2 separate regions of the Mus musculus genome follow, and region 2 is linked to region 1. Evidence: chromatin contacts called from public HiCAR-type data. All regions are on one chromosome and are shown on one strand. Each heading gives the region's core, a stretch centred on a gene start, on an enhancer-like site or on the middle of the called end of the contact. The rest is flanking DNA. Distances are from core to core; before and after follow the strand shown. Region 1 overlaps St8sia1 (ST8 alpha-N-acetyl-neuraminide alpha-2,8-sialyltransferase 1). Region 2 overlaps St8sia1 (ST8 alpha-N-acetyl-neuraminide alpha-2,8-sialyltransferase 1).

The links. HiCAR-type assays count read pairs that join an accessible place to other places.
Region 2: a contact with region 1 is called in a HiCAR-type map of Th17 cells, with 2.2 times the contacts expected there. The contact joins two enhancer-like sites. A contact is called at or near these places in 2 of 39 promoter capture datasets (the 3T3-L1 cell line and the HPC-7 cell line), 1 of 15 datasets of contacts at CTCF or cohesin (the G1E-ER4 cell line), 1 of 484 Hi-C or Micro-C datasets (the G1E-ER4 cell line) and 3 of 115 datasets of contacts at active chromatin or transcription factors (CD8 T cells, Th17 cells and embryonic stem cells).

The regions. Positions count from the first base shown.
Region 1 is chr6:142,821,415-142,828,428 of GRCm38.p6, reverse strand. It overlaps St8sia1 (ST8 alpha-N-acetyl-neuraminide alpha-2,8-sialyltransferase 1), which reads left to right. Exons shown (of 5, transcript NM_011374.2): 5 at 1-6,888. Gm7457 (predicted gene 7457) reads right to left here. Exons shown (of 7, transcript NR_045707.1): 4 at 4,536-4,618; 5 at 3,076-3,141. Among named protein-coding and RNA genes, the nearest start is that of Gm7457, 11 kb to the right of the region's middle. Within about 2 kb of position 2,853, at least 4 of the 459 cell types and tissues checked have an H3K27ac peak or open chromatin away from gene starts, as enhancers often do. A contact at or near this core is called in Th17 cells, where this site is marked.
Region 2 is chr6:142,911,869-142,918,882 of GRCm38.p6, reverse strand. St8sia1 (ST8 alpha-N-acetyl-neuraminide alpha-2,8-sialyltransferase 1) reads left to right here. Exons shown (of 5, transcript NM_011374.2): 2 at 4,715-4,859. Among named protein-coding and RNA genes, the nearest start is that of St8sia1, 49 kb to the left of the region's middle. Within about 2 kb of position 3,247, at least 89 of the 459 cell types and tissues checked have an H3K27ac peak or open chromatin away from gene starts, as enhancers often do. A contact at or near this core is called in Th17 cells, where this site is marked.

The DNA of each region.
Region 1 (7,014 bases), core at 1,604-4,103:
TTGCTGACTGTCAATATACACTGGCATCATAATCATTTTAAAGATCCGTCTTATTGAGACTGGCATTAGAACTATAGGTTTAAAAAAAATTATTGTTGATTTTTGCCCTGTTCAGGGCTATGGGTGGGTAATGGTATAGACTTACAAAACCCTTCCTGCTGATTATTGTGATTTGTTAAAACAAGTCTTTGATGACTATAGTCCCCTCCACTAGTACGGTTTTAAATAAGAATCACTTCTTACCTCCTTTTGGTTAAGTCTACTTAGCATGAAGCTCTGTTGAGTTTAGACTGTGTTGATCTATTGTCTAGATCACACGAGCCATTTCTTCACATCAGAAGTTGAGAGGGAAACTAAATTTTAGGTCCCCATTACATCAACCCATTGGCTCTGTTATTTTCATAGAATCACTAGACCTGCAAGTACACTGTTTACTTATAAAGTAGCAGAAGCGCCCTCATCATTTAATGAGAGGTGACGTAGCTCACAGAGAGTGAGAGCTTCATCTTTAAGATAGACAAAGGCAGGGCCTTTTCCTCTCTAACATGAATATTTCCTTCCACGATAACTCATGCGTGTATACGCATATGTATACATGCATGGATTATCTTGTATACATATATATGTACATATATATGTATACACACATGAATATAGACACATACACTTTGACACTCTCTACACTTTCTACAAAGTAATCAAAGATTATTCTCATGAAACCATCAGTACTGAGTGTGCATGGCCTAGAGTCTGTAACCAGTATTGGAGAGCCACATGTAGTGTGGGCTCCATTCCATGTTGACACAGTCAGGCTGGCATGGCAGTTGCTGTCAGCTTGCCTGTCAGCACAGGGTGCAAGGCTGACCCTCAAATACATAAATCAGAATGTGAACCCCTCTCTTACTCATAGTGCCTCCCTGCACCCCAAAATTTCATGAATGGGCCCTGTGTTGAGCCTAGTGACATGTGATGTGGCTCTTTCAAGGAAGCAGGTAGGAACCACCAGCCGTTTAAGTCCTTAATGCCGAGTGGGTGGGGCCGTTTAAGCAGCTTGGTACATCAGCTTTGACATAGCTCGGGAGCTTTCCTGGCAGATTCTGGCCCAGTGTGCTTACTGTAGGTAAGGGGGTGAGAAGGGGGTTCTCTTATGACCTTTGTGCTGTGAGATGTGCTAAGCTCTGAGGAGATGTACGAACCCATTTTATTTTTTCAACTGTCGTCATGATAGAGGTGAAAACGACTCACAAGTTCTGCCTCATCTTGGAGGTAGAAACTCGGTGTATCGACCATGTCTATGAAAAGCAGGGGGCTTTAAAAGGAAGGTTAACTTACAAGACAAGCAAGCCCCTGAGATGTACCCTTGGGGTGGGGGATTTCCAAAAGTGATCCAATATTCAGGCTACTCTATGGATAGCATTTGAACTGAGGAAACTGGGCGGCCTGATGGTCCGCTCGCTGCTGTGCAGAGCTGGCTTAGTGTTTCCGTTTGTGTGACAGCATCAGGATATCTAGAAGGCAGCATGAGCTGTGTTATTCGTATCTGCGCAACCCTGACTACAATCTCGTTTTGAGCTACTGGTATTTAACCATTATCTAAGGAAGAAGACATGTTCATCAGTAGACTTCATCAGAAGTGTAAAAGGGCTAAGAAAACATCACATACAAAGATTTCATTAAAGATGTGTTCAGATGAATACATTAATTGGTCAAAATCTAAGCAAGAAGCTCATAACAGACCACTGTGCACTGAGAGAACTGTCTGGGAGCTTTAGCTCTCCATCTGGTTCCTAGAACAGGTCCGTGTGTTTAGTCTGTGCAGTTTTAAAGCCACTCTCTATGGGATTTGAATGTCAGAACAGATCTGGCCAACACTGTCTGTCCTTTTTACCCGAGCAGACTGCCCTTCCCTCAGGTGCCATCAGGACCCCGAGGACACTTTCAATTGTTATGACCAAGAGTGCTCACACTTGTAGTAGGGAGTGACCATGAATGCTGGTCCAGTAACCACAGGTCAGCCCCTTGCCACAGAGAATGACTCAGTAAAGTGTTAGTTGTGTGAAGGCTGAGGAACCCCAGGCTAGACCAAAAGGAAAGCTTGACTGCTCCTGTGCTCTGTCCTTTAGGCCACAGGTATAACGCTGATGTCATGAACAGGATCTCTGTGGCCTTTCGTTATTTTATAGTGACAATTCACTGGTATGTCGTATGTAACTTTATGTGAGTCTGGTTAAATGATGTAGCTAAACAAGTGTGTGTGTGTGTGTGTGTGTGTGTGTGTGTGTGTGTGTGTGTGTGTGTCTATGTGCATGTATGTGTCTATGTGTGTATAGCTGTGTGCATCTGTTTAGCATTATTTTTAGTAAAATATGTGTTCCTAAGTAGAAGCCTCTCCAGAATCATCCTTTAGAACATTCTAGAGTAGCACCTTACTCTTAAGAGATTGGGTATTATTCAATCCTGCTTATTGAGATTTAGGCCTTCAGCTTTGGGCCTAGTCCACTATTTAATGTATTTGACCTTTAACTTTCAGCTCAGAAGGGATTTGGGTTATGATAGAAATGTTTAATAGGAACATTAATTAATTTCATTGTGTCTGGCAAGAGATGACACCCCACTCTACCACCAATTAGATCAGTGCTTTAAGTGTGTGTATGTGTGTGTGCACATGCATGTGGAAAATAAAATTGCTTCATGGAGGAAGGAGAGAGAATGCAGAGACTGCTAATGAATACTCAAACAGGAATTCTCTTTTTGAGTCAACCGCGACTTAAGAATTTGTTGATTCTCAAGCTCCCAAGTGAGGGCGGCTGCTGCTTGATTTTAATCACACTTCAGTAAAAATTAAGCTAGGTGAAGAGCGAGTCATCCCAGCAGAAGGAAAGCTTTTACATGAGAGAGCTTTTCTCAGAAGATGACTCTTAGTGCTTTGCCAAAGTATATTTTTAAAAAATTGTGTGCCTAAACCAGATTGTTCACGTTTATGACTTTGAAAAAGGAGGGGGCACGGGAGACTCTCACCCTTGAGGCCTGAATGCCCTTGCAGGGTCCTGAGTTCAGGTTCTGATGCACACTTACCCACACACAGCTAACTGTTACTCCAGGTCCAGGACAGCTGGTGTCCTCCTCTGGTCTCCATGGACACTGAATGCAAGCAAGAACATACACATAATAAATAAATGAATGAATAAATAAATAAATCTTAATAAAGGTAGAGAGTTAATTCTCTAAAATGGCAGATGTTCAGGTAGTGTCCTTTGTGCTTCTTCGCTGGGAAGCCAGACATCTATAGTTTTATTTTTTTCATGTTTGAAAATACCAAGTTCATAGACTCTTCCACTGGCAAATCATTGTCAGGAAAGATCTAATGAGAAAATCAGTCACGAGTCCACTGAATGGTTTTTACCTTATAAAATACAGTGCTGTGGTATAGATGCTTCCCCAATGGTTTTTACCTTATGAAATACAGTGTTGTGGTATAGACGCTTCCCCGCCAGAACCAGGTAAGATTACTTCTCATCAAAAAGCCCAGAGATCAAGGGCTGTAAAGCTTTGTCTGAACTCTCAAGGGCAAGTCTGCAGTAACAAAGACTGAGGATGCTGTTGTGTGTTTTTTCCTGCCCAGAGTAGTCAGAAATGTGAGCTCCAGGCAGCCCACATCAGGGGTGGAAGCAAATTAACAATGTTTGACACCTGCAGCCCAGGTTGATGTGGCTAATCGGGTCAGCAGTAAATCCTCTTAGAAGTTTTGGAAACTTGATTCTGTTGTATGCTCAGGAGAGGAAGAGGCAAGGTGACAAGGGAGGTGACCATAGTTCCCAAGCTCTCAGCATCCACGGGGACAGAGGGGTCTATACCTTTGTTCTTGATGACCCTCTTGTCCAACAGAGGAGCTGGCTTCCACTGAGGGCTGAGCTAGAAGCCCCCACTGCCACTTATCTCTGCCCTATCACAGTTGTTGTCTTCCACTGGGGGCTGAGCTAGTAGCCTTGCAACGACAGGAGCCTCAGCATGAAAATTTGCCAATAATTTAAAATTTTGAATCACCAAACATATTTTGCTTTGATTTTTTTTTTGCCTAGGATTGCACTTGCTAATCTTGTGGCAGAGTCTGGTCACTGTGGCCCAGGTGTGACCCTGCATACGATCATACGCAGAGTTCTTTTCTCTGTCTATATGGGTGGACTTCCAGAGTCCCTGAATCTATGGAGATAACAAATACCTCACAGTTCCTGTGCTGTGTCTTTGAAAGTCTGGAATTCCGAAGTCCAGAATATGTCTATAAACTCCTAAATGTGAGGCCACAAGATTTAGTCTCAGCCCTATACAACTCCTGTTGTGTAAGTGGGAGAGTCTTATATCTGTACATCACACACACACACACACACACACACACACACACACACACACGAATAGTAATAGTGTCTAGTATCTGCCTTATTCTCAGCCTTAACATGTCCTCTGACATTTTCACACACATCCCAGAGATAAATGATTGACACATGGCACAAATGAAAAGGTTATCCCGACTACTGAACCTTGCTCACTGTAATAAGGACGGCATCCCGCGCCTCCTCCTTGTTGGGGTTCTCGCTGCTGCTAGCATTTGTAGTTTCTTCTGCTGTTATGGCAAAAGAATAAATAACATAAAGAAGTGAGCTGTAATATTGTGAGCATTTGAATAGCAGCCCTTGACTCTCACTTGTGGGAGCACAAAAGAAGAATTGCATTTTACGGTTGCTTGTTTATCTAGACGGTCAGTCTCTCTGTTGTGTTAAAAGCCTTCCTGGATTTGCTTTATGGTTGAAGCTGTTGGGACTCAATCAATGACTCACAGTTGCTTGAGAGTTTTATGGTGTGATATCCTGCTTCTGTGTAATTAGAGCTCCTCTGGATATCTCTCACTTTCAAATGTGTGTTATCTTAGCAACTGTTTCAAGATACCAGGAGATGTGTTGCCATGGGGTCTTTCGGGTTAGGATGAAGAGATGAAGGATGTGGCGTGGACTAGGCAGCTGTATAGAGAAAACTCAGAGGTGGTACCTGGTTTCCCATGTGGGTCTAAGCAGTCTTGGAACCTCCAGGTTCCTGCCTCCTCCAAGCAGTGCCCTCCTGGGTGCCTGAGCTTGGTGAAATAAACCTACACATATCTCTCTGTCACCTGCCTTTTGAGTCATACTCTCAAGATGAGTTATAGTTTAGTTTTCCTATCAAGATGGTGGGAAATGTCACCTTGATGTTGACCACTGGATGTGGTTACCATATACGATGTACACAGCAAGAGTTGGTGTCAACTTCCTGTCCCCATGATTCCCAAGGGAGGCCATGGCAGCTTAGATTCATTATCCTTCATGTTTTAGTTCAATCTCTCTCTCTCTCTCTCTCTCTCTCTCTCTCTCTCTCTCTCCCTCCCTCCCTCTAGACCCCCTCCCCTCTTCTCCTCTCTCCTTCCCTATGTTATTTTTTGCCCACAGAATATAGAAAAGTATATTGACTTGGTAGTGGGGAGTGGCAGAGGGTGCCTTAACTTTTCCTGGCTCGGCTCCCCACTTACATAGCTCCCTCATGTGTTTGTTACTTTGTAGATGTTTCCATGTCTGCCCAACTTTTACCTTAATCATCAGCAAGGACCCTTTTACATGTAGCAAATGGGACTGTTTTATAGACATTTACAGTAGAGTATAGGCCTTGGAGAAGTCTGATGATGGTGTGTAATACCCTTTGCTGCATTGTTGAACATTTTTCTAAAGTCTTTTAGGTGATAACTACAGAAGTATTCCTAGAGTTAAGGATTTCCTGGAAAATTCCAGTATTCGTGGAAGAAAGGAACCAACCTATCGCTGTTTTCTGTTCTGTCTTCGGCACTGATAGGCCCTCTCTCCACATTTAGGATGACTGGCGGCTACCGTAGTTCACACAAGGATCTTACACATGAGAAGGGGAAAGAAAGGATTCACATCACAATATTTTAAAGCCTGCTTCATCTTTAACAAATTCTGAAACACCGCTAGACTTAGGCTTATCATGTGGCGTAGTTTGATCTGCAAAATATTGGGGAAATATTTTTACCTTTGGCCTCTTTCGTTGTGTATTGTAGACTCTAATTCCACACACATGAAAGCTGTTTTATCAGTGTAAATTTTCAGAAGCTGGATTAGAGTAAAAATAGGAAAATTTAAATATTCTTTCTCATGTAATGTAGTCTACTGATCCATGGATATAATAATTCCGGGAGAGATTTTTTTTAGATCACACTATAAAATTGAACCTTTGATGGATTTGCAGAGTGGCTTCCTCTTGCTAAAGCCAAATTTGATGAATAGAAAGTGTAGGGTAACCCAATGCTCGCTCGCCCCTCCTTCCTTCCTTCCTTCCTTCCTTCCTTCCTTCCTTCCTTCCTTCCTTCCTTCCTTCCTTCATTTCTCTCTCTCTCTCTTTCTTCGTTCTCTCTCTCTCTTTCTTTCTTTCTCTCTCTCTTCTTTCCTTCCTTCCTTCCTTCCTTCCTTCCTTCCTTCCTTCCTTCCTTCCTTCTTTCCTTCCTTCCTTCCCTCCCTCTTTCTTTCTTTCTTTCTTTCTTTCTTTCTTTCTTTCTTTCTTTCTTTCTTTCTTTCTCAAAAAAAAAATTCACATAAAATGCAGCAGGTAAGAAAAATTGATTTAATCGGTATTCTTTATGGTGTGACTTGAAAAAAAAATGGTGCCTATCTGTTGGCTGACACAAACAATGATGTGCCCAAGGGAGGTCACTGGGAAAATGTCTTTTCTTTCGTGTGTTCCTGAGTGGTGTGGCAGTGAGGAGATTTAACCAAGTCTCAGTTTCTCTACCTCCCTTCCTTGGAGAATATTTGGAAACGTACCCTGTGAATAAAATGGCTTTTTTTTTTCAACGAAGCTTCTGACGTCCTTTCATTTCTCTGAAGCACGTCTGTTCTTTCCTTCTCAAACTCCTCTGAGCTTTGTTCCTGCCTTGGCTTCTCTGTCTTACTTTTCCTGTGTGGGTGGAAGTTCTGCTGCTTA
Region 2 (7,014 bases), core at 1,998-4,497, 90 kb before region 1:
TCACTCCCAGAACGCTGGACATAACTCAAAGTTCTACTCCTTCTAAGCAAACACAGATGTCCACTGAGTCTCTGGCTACGTCTCTCTGCAGTAGTAACTTAGCTTGTTGGTTGGCCTTCTCCATTTTAAAAATACATTTATTTTGTGTTTGAGGTTTATGGGATACACAGGGGATAAAGTGTTCACTGTTCACTGCAGCGAAGCAGATTAAGAGTTTGTCATCTGATAATTACTTTCATTTGTGATAAGAGCAGCTAAAATATACCTAACAATAAGTCTGTCTGGCATTTTAATTTTGTTATCTCTAGTCCCCCAAACTCTTGATCTTGAGCATCCTGCTCCCCACTTGGTTGATGGCTTCCTTGGCAGTCTTCTTCCTGCTCCCCACTTGGTTGATGGCTTCCTTGGCAGTCTTCTTCCTCCTCCTCCTCCTCCTCCTCCTCCTCCTCCTCCTCCTCCTCCTCCTCCTCCTCCTCCTCCTCCTCCTCCTCCTCCTCCTCCTCCTCCTCCTCCTCCTCCTCCTCCTCCTCCTCCTCCTCTTCTTCTTCTTCTTCTTCTTCTTCTTCTTCTTCTTCTTCTTCTTCTTCTTCTTCTTCTTTTTTGAGACAGGGTTTCTCTGTATGGCCCTAGTTGTCCTGGAACTCACTTTGTAGACCAGGCTGGCCTCGAACTCAGAAATCTGCCTGCCTCTGCCTCCCGAGTGCTGGGATTAAAGGCATGTGTCACCACGCCCGGCTCCTTGGCAGTCTTCTGACCCTTGAGCCACACATCCCCACTCCTCTCCACTTCCTTCCCACCCCTGCTCTCATGACGGATAGTCGAGGTTTCATCTTTTATGCTGCTGCCTTTGTTTTTTGTTTTGTTTTTGAGTCCACATACAAATGACATCATACTCTCCTTGTGCCTCTGTGCCTGGTTTATCTTACTTAACCTAATACCCTGGAGGCCTGTGCAAGTGACAAATGGCAGGGCCCTCTTGTTAAGGCGGAATTGCATTCCATTTTCTGTTCGCCCATCTGTTAATGGCATCTAGATGATCGCCCTACAGTCGCCGTTGTGAGTCACGCAGGGCGAACACAGGCTCCTTTATGAGGTGGTGATTTTATCTCTCTTGCGTGCGTATCCAGCATGAAGACAGCTGGGTTATGTGAGAATTTCATTTTTCGGTTTCTTGCGGAGCCTCTGTATTCTCTTCCACAGTGCCTATGACACTGTATTTGTATCAGCAGTGCGTGGGGCTCCTTCTCTTTACCCAGATGTTTCTTGCTGTTTGCTCTTTGGAGATGGCTATCAGTACAGGTGTGGGCTATGACTCTCCGGGGCTTCACCACACACTTCCCTGATGGTGAAGGAAGCTAAGTCTCTTTCTGGGTGACTGTTGCCTGCTGCTTTTAATTTTGAAAAAAAGTAATTGTGTATGCGTGAGAGAGATGGAAAACCAAAAAAAGTGAGGCAGAGTGAGAGGAAGGAAACCCTGGCGAGCCTGGGCAGGTCGGGGGCAGGCTGAAGTAGGTTCCATTACTTCTCTTCCTTCAGCCTTGCTCTTGAGGCAAGGCCTCCTTGCGACTGCCCAGCATGCTTCAGGATAGCTGACCTATCCTCTTCCATCACCTGACTCTGTCTTTGCATCCCATTCCATAGTGGGAGGATCAAGACCACAAATGTATGCTGCCATATCCAGCACCCCTCCCCTCTCCATGTCAACCCTGGGTTCCAGGTATCAAACCATGCCATAAGGCCTACATAGCAAGCACATTTACCCTTGAGCCTTCCTGGCCTTGTTTTCCATCTCTGCATCTTTTGGGGACAAGTTTCTGTTTGGTTCCTGGCTATGACATTATTGGTTTTCCGACTATTGAGCTGGAAGAGTTCCTTATAAAACTTGCCTTAACTTACTAGACACATTCTTGGTGCTCCCTGTGTCTCTCTGACTCTGTCTCCCTGTTTCTCTGTCTCCCTGTTTCTCTGTCTCCCTGTTTCTCTGTCTGTCTGTCTGTCTCTCTGTGTAAGTTGCTTTTCCATTTTCTTGTTTGTTCCTTTTTTTTGTGCAGAGCCCTGAAGATTGCTGTGGTTTCGTTGGTTAATCTGTGGTTGTAGCTTAAGCTTGTTTGCCCTTTCCTTATGTTTTCTGAAGGCAGATCTTGCTTTCTTAATTTTTGAGTCTACTTTCACATCTGAAGAGCCTACCACAATGTTACCTAAGAATTAAAAACAAAACAAACCCTTCATTACACATCCTATGATGACATTCCAGCCGATGCACCTAATGGCTCCGCTTTGTTTTTATTCTTGTGTAGCCCAGGGTGGCTGTAAATTTCTTATTCTCCTGCCTCAGCCACCCAGTGCTGGAAGTACAGAGTGTCCCTGGTTCAACTGCTGCTTTCGAAGTTGTTGCCGTGGTCTCTGTAGGTGGCGAGCTGGGTTAGGCCCCTCCGGTCTGAGGCATGTGCGTGGGCATCTTCTCTTTGTGCGCCCTTAGCACCTCATAGGTCAGCAGGACAGGTGGGTGTGGAGGATTTGTGGAGAGAGAGAGAAAATGTTGGAGAGGCGCCTGCACTGAAGAGAGCAACAAGATTGCAAATTTGCAATGTTTCTGGAAACATTTGTCCTCGAGGAACACCTGCTATCCTGCTATTTTTTTTTTTCGTCTAATTCTGCTTTCTCCCCTTAAAGGAATAAGAAGTCATTCATTAGCCTATCAAACTCGTGTAACTATTGGCTTAGACACTGGTTTCATTGTCTGTGACTTCATAAAAATGTGCCTGGATTTTTTTTTCCCTGTGTGGTTGTTTTTGTTTTGGGTTTTGTTTTTGCTTTTTATAATTCAGAGAGGAAACACACATGAACGTGATTTGTAAGCTGTCAGGTGCCAGGCAGAAGGCAGTGCTGTCACTCGACATTGGCAAGGTTTCCTTTGTGATTCTTTATACTGAGTTAAAGTGGAGTCCAGGTGAGAGCTTCAGTCCGGATGCAAGGGTCTGGTGAAAGCCGGAAAGACTTGAGAGAGAGCCCCATCCAGCCATGGTGTTGGTTGTGTGAGCTGAGACAGACTGTGGGGAGAGAATCATAAGGCTGCCCAGCTCCATGGTATGGTGGGAACCGAGTGGAAGCCCTGTCCAGAAGGCGTGTGCTGTCTGGCAGGCACTGGGCCCATTTGTGCAAAAGATTCCTTAGGTAAAGAAAGGGGAAGTGGGTTGGTATGGCTCTGAGCAATTGGCAAACAGAGAGGAAACAGCCTAGACATGGTCGCAGAGGTCTGCATGTGTGTTCTTCCTGTGGCCCAGGCATGTCTTTAAACCACAGGTGGTGCATTTTTGTAGATGCAAATGGAATTTAATGACACTCACAATAATTTTCGTTGCTCAAAGAACAAAAGAAAATGAGATATCACCAGACCCGTGACAGGAAACCCAAACTCAGTGCATTCTCCCTAAAGTTTACATTCACGCGGGTGGGACGTCTCTCTGTATTAAGAGATTGTTTTTTATCATGTAGCTTACTAGAGTGCTCTTTTGACAAAATATAGGGATAACTTGTGAGCTGAGCATGGTTGTGAATAGTCCTTAGCATTCAGTAGTCAGGAGGGTGATGAACTTAAGACCAGCCTGGTATACACAAAGAGAGCCTGATGATAATGGCAATGATGTCGATGGTGGTGGGTGGGACAGGAAAGGGAAGAACAGTCTATGATCAATGGAATGCTGGTATAGTTGCAAAATATGGCATTAACATCTTTGATGTGGGGGATGGTAGGGGGTAAGACTTTTATCCCCTGCCCTCTTCCCATTGAAACTAGTGTGAAGGGGAGGCCAGCCAAGATAACCTAGCATGTCTAATGAGATGTTAGTTACTCTCCTCTGGCAACTCACGGTCACACCAGCAGTGTGCTTTAGTAGGTGCTTCCTGGTGCACTCGAGGTGTGCCATCGTGTCTGCAGTTTGTCTTCCCAAGTGCCAGCTCATTTCCTCATTAAAGCTCAGCGCCTGATGGGTTTACCCATAGAGCAGTAACAAGGCCAGTAGTTGAGGAACCAACAGGAGTCTACAGGGTAGAACATTCAGGGCAGGCAATCCTGAGCGAGGGCGCTATTTCGAACACGGAGGGTGAACAGCCAAGGCAGAGGTCAGAGTGTTCAACTGTCAGTTTCCACAGAGGCTTACGTTAAAGGAGTGCTGAAGACAGTTTGCCTCGCCATTGTCTTAGACCATAGTGTTCCTTTCACGCCTGCTTCTATTCAGAGGGGCTGCTGAGGTCCTCTCTGTAATCGAGCCCTTAGTTTCTGGCATATTAGTTTGGACCACGCCATTTCATTCGCCTGTAGCATTCGTCCACACTGTTTTTAACCACCCGATAGTTACAGCCTGACGGCAGGTGTGTTTCTGCTGCCACAAAAGCCTAGTTGCCCTTCAGAGCCAGCTCAAGTCTTTCCAGGACCCAGATGGCTGGACTAATCCATGCATCTCCAAGGGTCATGCATATGTTTTGCCTCTGAACATATTTCAGACACACCTGAGAGCTAGAATGTTTTCCTGAAATATTTTTAAGTGAAATATTACTCAGTGACTGGGAGTGGGAGTCACTCAGAGTGTGATCTGCTCTGTGGAGTCTGCAGAGTGAGCTGGCACTGGGGTGAGGCCGCACATTCCTGTGCGGATGACAAATGAGTGACCCGGCTGCTCACTTAACCTGCCGTTCTCGTCTTTTTCTCTCCTAGGAGACAAATGGAAGACTGCTGTGACCCTGCCCATCTCTTTGCTATGACTAAGATGAACTCCCCCATGGGGAAGAGCCTGTGGTACGATGGGGAGCTCTTATACTCGTTCACCATCGATAATTCCACGTACTCCCTCTTCCCCCAGGTGAGTGGAGTCTGTTGCATTGTGATATGATTCACTCTGTTTCTCACGACTGATAGGATGGGGGTTACACGGCTCTGCTAGCCCACTGGGCTCTCCTCTCCCATCTTCTTTCCTCATCTTAATCTTGCATACCTTTTTCTCGTGTCTTTCCATGTTTCCTGCTTTGAGGCAAGGGTGGAAGTAAAATATTAGCAAGAAGGACCGTATAGATCCTCAGCTATCTGTCACTTAGACCGCAATAGGATGAGAGTAAGGCAAAGGCTGGTCAGGCCATGCTGGCATCCTCGTGTTCTGATGGCAGTGGTGAAGATTTCAGATGCTGGAATGTTTTCTTAGGACTGACGCTGCCACTGGGGAATGGGGACCCTGTGGCTTCCCAGGATCCTAGCTTGCTGTCCTTGTGGCTTGATTCTTGCTATGGGGTGGAGGACTCTTGGATACGGAGAGAAAGGATTCAGTCTGAGCACCTTGGAAGTGCTCTAAGCCAGTCTGCTTCCTCAGGGTTTTCCTGCTTGGCTTTCTGAACACTGTAGTAACACAATTTTTATTAACTAGTTTGAAAAAGACAAGTTTTATTTTAGAGACCTGTTGGCGGAGGGTGGGGAGATCTTTGGTAAACAGCCATTAGGGAGAAGCTAAGAAACGAATTTTGGTCTTCCCAAGTCTTTTGGGTAACCTTAGATTGGCCAAATGGTTGCCTTGAAAGAGGATCAATGGTCAGTCAGGGTTAGATAGTAGGACTGAGCTTCAAGTAACCTGAAACGCATAAGTAACAAGCACAGCCCTAAAAAAGAGGGCCTGTACATTTGTCCCATTAGATCCAGAGTCACGGCCTCTGCAAAGTGAGCCCATACTGCTGAGCATATACCCAAAGGCTTCTAAGTGAGCACACCACAGAGATACCTGCATAGGTACATTGTTTCTGCATTGCTCACAGTAACTGAAATAGAGCCAGCCTTCATGTCTGTCAGCAGAGGAATGGGTAAAGACGCTGTGGTCCGTGTGTGAAGAAAAATGAAATCATGTCATTAGTGAGAAAATGAACAGAACCGGAGATCGTCATGTTAAGTGAAATAGAACAAACTCAGAAAGTAGATATTACACGTTTTCTCTCTTGCAGAATTGTAGCATGAGCACGCACATGAGTGTGTGTGTGTATCGTGTCTGTGTGTATGTCTGTCTGTGTGTGTCTCTCTGTGTGTGTCTCTCTGTGTGTGTCTGCATGTTTCTGTATGTGTATGTGTCTGTCTGTGTGTATGTGTCTCTGTGTTTGTCTGTGTGTATGTATGTCTGCGTGTTTGTCTCTGTCTGTGTGTGTCTATCTCTGTGTGTCTGTGCATGTGCCTATGTTTGTCTCTGTGTGTATCTGTGTGTGTCTCTCTCTGTGTCTCTCTGTGTGTGTCTGGTTGTGTCTGTCTGTGCGCACGTGTGTGTGTGTGTGTGTGTGTGTGTATGTGCAGCACATGAGCATATGAGAGTGAGGAAGGACCTAGAGGATATGGGGAAGGACAGAAAAGGATGGTGGGGTGTATGTGACATGAAAGCAGAGAGAAGAGATATTTAGGGGACAGAGAGGGATGGGAAGAGGGAAGGAGGGGGGATGGGGAAGTAATTGCACAGTATAATTGCATAGATTTAGAAGGTATGCTGCTTAAAGAGCAGGGCAGGAGGGAACCAACAGTAAATAGGAGGTTGGAAAGAGGGAGAACAACTCTTGCTCTTGGAGAGGACCTGCGTTTACACTTACTAGGTGGCTCACAATGCCCATAACTCCAGTTCCCATGGATCTGACTCCCTTTCTGACCTCCGTGGGCACCAGGCATGCATGTAGCTCACATGCACATTTGCTGGCAAACACTGATATAAATAGGATGAAGCAAATAGAAATTAGGAAATATAGATTGGGCAGCTGGCTTGGTGGCAAGAGCACTTATTCTATACGTGTGAGGACCTGAGTTTAACTCCCCAGTGTCTATGTATAAACTGGGCATGGCTGCATGCACCTGTAACCCCTGCATTGGGATGGGACTGGGGGTGGGTAGCAGAGACAGGTAGGTCCCAGGAGCTCACTAGCCAACCAGCTTAGCTACATCAGTGATCTTCTACTTCAATGAGGGGCCCTGCCTCAAGACATGCAGGCAGAGAATGGTAGAAG